Linked DNA regions of Sus scrofa: region 1 is linked to region 2. The links are chromatin contacts, called in public Hi-C maps. All regions are on one chromosome and are shown on one strand. Each heading gives the region's core, a stretch centred on a gene start, on an enhancer-like site or on the middle of the called end of the contact. The rest is flanking DNA. Distances are from core to core; before and after follow the strand shown.

Region 1 (2,700 bases), core at 86-2,585, 39 kb after region 2:
GGACCTGGGCCACCAGACAAAACAGAAAAGGAGGCAGAGCAGAAGGAGGGGAGGAAAGAGGAAAGAGAGGGAGACAAGGGGGTCCATATGCCACCGGAAGGGAGGGAGGGGTCCAGGAAGAGGCCCTTGGAGGACGTCAGAACTCGGTAAAGAAACTTCAGATGAGAGGAGCAATCGGGAGTCTCTGGGCCAAACCTCAGTCCTTTACAAAATTCAGGGCCAAGAACACTAGGTCAGTCACATAAATCAGCAGGTTGATGGCAGTCAGGATGGTCACAGCCAGTCGCTGGTCCCAGGCGCACATGGAGTAGATGGGTTCGTGGCTGCAGCTCACATTGCTGGAGCGTGGGGGCTGGCCACCCACCTTCTCATCAAACTGGTAGAGAGACCAGAGGACCAGCGCGCTGGCATAGAGGAGGACAGAGAGCAGGGTCAGCCCCAGCTGGAAAATGTGGAAGGGGATGGGCAGCCTGTTCTCACATTTGCCCAGGTTCAGCATGAGGACCACGGCTGCCAGGAGGAAGCAGATGGCATATGCGACCACGCACCAGCCCAGGGCTGGCTGATGCTCATACAGGTGGGGGCTGCTGATGAAAGCGAAGATGACACAGGCCACGGTGGTCTCCAGTCCCTTGAGCAGCCCTGGCACGGTGGCCATGTAGCTGGTGATTGCGTTGGGCTGGGCCCTGTTCCAGGCCACTTCCATGGCATAAGCGGCAAAAGCAATACAGGAGAACGCAGTGGAGGTGATGGCATGGTCCCGGGAGCGGCTGTCAGGCAAGAACTGGATGTAGGTGATGGGGTAGGTGATGGAGGCTGAGAGGCAGAGGAGGGCAGAGTAGCAGTTGTAGGTGGTGAGAAAGTTGTCCCAGGAAAAGGAGAATCGATCCTCAAGCTCACATAACTCGATGATGAGGATGATGAAGGTCAGGACAAAGCAGAAGCACCAGATGAACATGGGCCAGCTACCTAGGGCCCCGCTCCAAGTGCCCACGCTGGCCCCCAGCAAGAAGGCCACGCAGGTGCAGAGCAGCTGCAGCCGTCGGAGGCAGCAGCGCATAATGGTTGGGGAGCCCAGGCCTGAGGAAAATCACACGGTGGTCACGCTGGTCGTGCCGGTCACTGCCACCAGCATGGCCGTGGTCTTCACCGAGGACCCACCAGAGAAAGATCTGGCTCTGGAGGTGGATGAAGTCAGATGCTTGGAAAAGGCTCAGGGGCCAGTGGCAGCTGAGGCTCAGGTTCTCTGGTGTTTGAACCGATGGCCCAGACACTTGGGGAACAGCACAGCTGCTCTGGAATTAATCTCCCCACCCGTCACCCTTGGCCTTGTCAGGAGACTGGTCTTATCCCAAACCTCACAGCTGGGTGTGGTCTGGCCTCAAACCCATGTACACTTTGGATCGCTTTGTGCTGTGTGTCATTATCTATGGAGACACAAGATAACATGGACCCTGTCTGCACTCCCAAACCTTCGGTTATGAAAACAGAACAGGAATTTTTAAACATTTGTTTGGTGACAAAATTGGACCTGAACAGACATGAGAAAATCTATGGGTTTTATTTACTCTGCTTCCAGTGAATGTTCCAAAGTTCAGCTGCAGAGAGACAAACAAAGGTGTTTGATGACAAGGTACATTCAGACCCCAGGGGGGTGTTACGTCATAGAGAGGAGATGTACCACGTCACATGATTGATGCTGAAAAATTCTGAATTCTGGGAGCATATCTGACACCAAGGGATTCAGAAAAGGGATTGTGGATCACATAGCTAACCTCAGTTATTGATGAGAAGACTGGGGCTGTGGGAATCAAGTGCCTCCCTAAGGTCCCATGACTAGGAGTGGGCATCCAGATAACTGTGCCAAAGCTGTGGCTTTGAGCCCTGTGCTCTCCAGCCCAGCACTGCAGCAGGGCCCGTGGGTGCGAGCCCACGACCAAAGCTCAGAGCTCTGGGAACCCAAGACACCCTCCCAGGGCCATGGCCTCATTCATAGCAACGTGAAGAAACAGGGGTCTGGCCTCTCCTCCCTGCAGCCACCCCTGGAAGGAGATGCCATCTGAGGGGACACAGCCCCACACAGAGGAGGGCAGGTGCAGAGGTGAGCAGGGAGAGGCCTTGGGGGGACAGCAAGGCAGTGGGGACAAGATGACATGGCAGGGGGAACCGGTTTGCTCCCCTCCCCCCAGGTTTGCCTGGACATGTGCCTCTCCCCCATTTGGGAAGGAGACCCCAAGCCCATTACTCCAAGGTGGAGCTTCATGGAGGAAACGCAGACTCCATGGACATGAAGTCTGGCTGCTGAGCCCCAAAGCTGCCGTCCAGGTGGGGGTCTGGAAAGATCTGGGAGTAGTACCAGCTGAGGGGGGATGTGTCTGGCCTGGGAGACTGGTTAGCAGCTTCCAAGCTGGGAAGCAGGGATTGGAGATGAACAAGGGTGCTGTGTCTGGAGGCTGATGTGGAGGCTTTCATGGAGCCCCTTTGTACAGAATGCCTATTAACACACTAAGGGACTTGTGTGATGAGAATTTGAGAGTTCCTCAAAGTACTGTGATGAAAGATACTTTGCTTTTTTCCCACCTACCATAGATCTATCCTTTTGTAGAGGCAATAAAATGAGTTACTGGAAAAATGAAATAAAAAAGACACAAAATACAGTCTAGATTTTTTTACTAGATTTGAGGAACATAAAATTCTATT
Region 2 (2,711 bases), core at 91-2,590:
GGGTGGAGGCTGGTAAAGCTTTTCCAGAAATGTATCTCTTACAATTCACCTGAGTCAGGAAACCTTCCCTGGGGTGATGTTCCTTCTGATGCTCAGCCTCTCCTCCGTCTTGCTCTCCGTCCTTCTCTCCCATTGTCTGAGCATTTCCGGTCCTCAGGACTTGGGCTGAGACCACCTCTGCTCTGTGTATCTGCTTTTCTCCCTCTAGACCGTGGCTGTAGAGTCCACACAGTCAGCAAATATTGTTGTGCACCAAGTGTGTGCCAGGCACTATTTGATGAATGGGGTGGAGAACAGAGAACAGAACCAATAGTTTCTGCCCTCATGGAGCATAAGTTCTAGCACAGGAGATGGACAATGTCCAAATCAATACGTAATACCATGACGTGGTGATAAATGTAACAACAAAGGGAAAACAGGGAGCAAGAATTGTTGGAGTGTGAGGAGGTGAGCAAGGCTGCTGTATTAGGTGTGGAGGAAATGGGGGGGGGGCCTGCTCTATTAATGTGACATTTAAGAATTACTGGATGTAGTGAATAGGCTCTGTGATGACAACTCCCCAATTTGAGCCTCCAGAGCTCATCTCTATTGACAGAGAAGGTCATGTCCATCTCTCTCCCAATCTCTCCCTCTGCATAGCTCAGGGCACCTCACACTCATTGCATCCAGTCCCATCTCTTGAACCCCCACCCCCAACTCACACTGCCCCTTCCCCATCTTTCCCGTCTCAGCCATGGCACCACCTTCACAGATGCTCCTCACAAAACACTCATGAATCCACCCACTCTTCTTCGTCTCTAGAGCCACCGCCTAGTCCAGATCCATCCATCCCCTCACCTGGACACCTGCCAGAAGCTTCTCCCTGATCCATCCATCTCCGCTCTTTACCTCAATATCTGATTTGAATGGAACTCAAACTGAGACACTTTGAAGGCTGCTCTTTCCTTCATTAGGAGGAAAAACAAATTCCAAAGGTCATCTCCAAAGCCCTGCAACTTCAGACCCCTCCCCACCACTCCACCCTCATCTCCTCCCTCTCTCCAGACCCTGAGAACTCCTTCAGTCCCTTCTGGTCATCTCAGGGCCTTTCCCCTTACATCTCACCTGCCCTCAACCTAAACTGGGACCAGAGCTCAGCCTGGCGCATGTACCCTGTGCTCAGTCAGTGCCAGTCTAAGCCTCGGTTTCCTCATCCAGAAAATGGAGTTAATAGCATCTGCTCTTAGACATGAAAAATCTTGATTCCACCCTGCAGAAAACTTCTCTGGCAACTTAAGCAGAGAACAACTCTACTAGGAGGATGCTGAGTCATTTGGAGAATTATCAGGGAGGGACCAGCTTCAGAACTAGCCTAGACCAGGAAGAAGGGGTGCTGGGCAGCCAGGGCACAGCCAAGGGCCACTGGTCCAGGCACTGGGGGCCTTGGAGACACACACTGGATTCTACTGCAGGCCCCGGGATTGGGAATTCTGATAAGACCTTGTGTCTGTGTATTGCCTGCATTTAAGGTGTGTGTCCAGGCCCCACTTACTGGCCAGGTCAAATATTTATCTGGCCTTTTTAGTGTCTTATTGAGGGTAAGGCACAGCCACTCCCCAAGACTCCTGTGATGGGGACATCCTCAAATACGGTGGGAGTTCTGGTTCTCAGTGGTTCCTTTCCATGGTGACATCCATGGGTTGTTAGGAGGATTAAATGGGATGAAACAGGATTCAGTGATTCTCAAACATTTCCCTTAAGACAGAAGGGATGGAATGTACACTGGTCAGGAGTTTCAGCCTGGAACATGGGGCTGAAAACTCCTGTAATACTCACTCTGCAAACACCTCCATGGGCCGGGCCCACTTCTCAGCATGGGGAATGTATCAGTGAACAAAGGAGAAGAATTTCCTACTTAAAGGATCTGTGTTGTAGCATTTATCTTTAAAGCTGTATGTTTTACTGGGAAGTGAATGCAGAGTTTTGCACTCTGTTTTATAATAGCGTTGTAATAATACAGCCATAACATACGAGGCTTGTTTCAGTCCAGAGGAATGCTTTCCTACTAACGGGCTCGTGTCTGTCCTGGCCTATTGGCTAAAAGATACAGAAATCTGTGTCTTCATGTGCCTATGTTAGAACAAGTTCTAGTTGACACCAAGAACAAAGCTTAAATCGAATTTGTGGGAAAGGAATAGAGAAAGCTGGGGTGCCAAAGTCTTGGGGAGGGGGCAGAGGGTAAGAGAAATAATGGAGGGGTCTGGAGTCTTGCCAGCCTCTGCCAGGGTCTAGGATCAGAATATTCTGGGAGTTCCTGTCAAGGCTCAGCAGTTAACAAACCTGACTAGAGTCCCTAAGGATGCAGGTTTGATCCCTGGCCTCGCTCAGGGTTAAGGATCTGGCTTGCTGTGAGCTGTGGTGTGCCATGAGGCTCAGATCCCAAGTAGCTATGGCTGTGGCTCCACTTGGACCCCTAGCCTGGGAACCTCCATATGCCTCAGATGCAGCCCTAAAAAGCAAAAAAAATAAATAGATAAATACAAATAAAAAATAAATAAATAGAAAGAATATTCTGAATGCATCTCCTCTTTCTGAAGTACCAGAAATAGCCAGACTTCTTTCTTTTCATGGATTTTCATAAGGAGTTGTCCCAGACTTGGAACAAGAGTGTTCCTGGGGGGCAGTGGTCTGGGTTGATGAGCAGCTGGCCTCTGCTCATAATGGACTTGCAC

What was found. A called contact is a pair of places that touch in the nucleus more often than the background predicts.
Region 1: a contact with region 2 is called in a Hi-C map of fetal liver, with 1.5 times the contacts expected there. The contact joins the promoter of LOC100153863 here to the enhancer-like site in region 2. A contact is called at or near these places in 9 of 47 Hi-C or Micro-C datasets (epiblast stem cells, fetal heart ventricle, fetal liver and 6 more).

What each region holds. Positions count from the first base shown.
Region 1 is chr7:54,322,309-54,325,008 of Sscrofa11.1, forward strand. LOC100153863 (myeloid-associated differentiation marker-like) reads right to left here and starts at 1,336. Exons shown (of 1, transcript XM_013997061.2): 1 at 59-1,336. The coding sequence starts at 1,060. The coding sequence ends at 197.
Region 2 is chr7:54,282,916-54,285,626 of Sscrofa11.1, forward strand. No RefSeq gene overlaps it. Among named protein-coding and RNA genes, the nearest start is that of ACAN, 200 kb to the right of the region's middle. Within about 2 kb of position 1,341, at least 2 of the 83 cell types and tissues checked have an H3K27ac peak or open chromatin away from gene starts, as enhancers often do. A contact at or near this core is called in fetal liver, where this site is marked.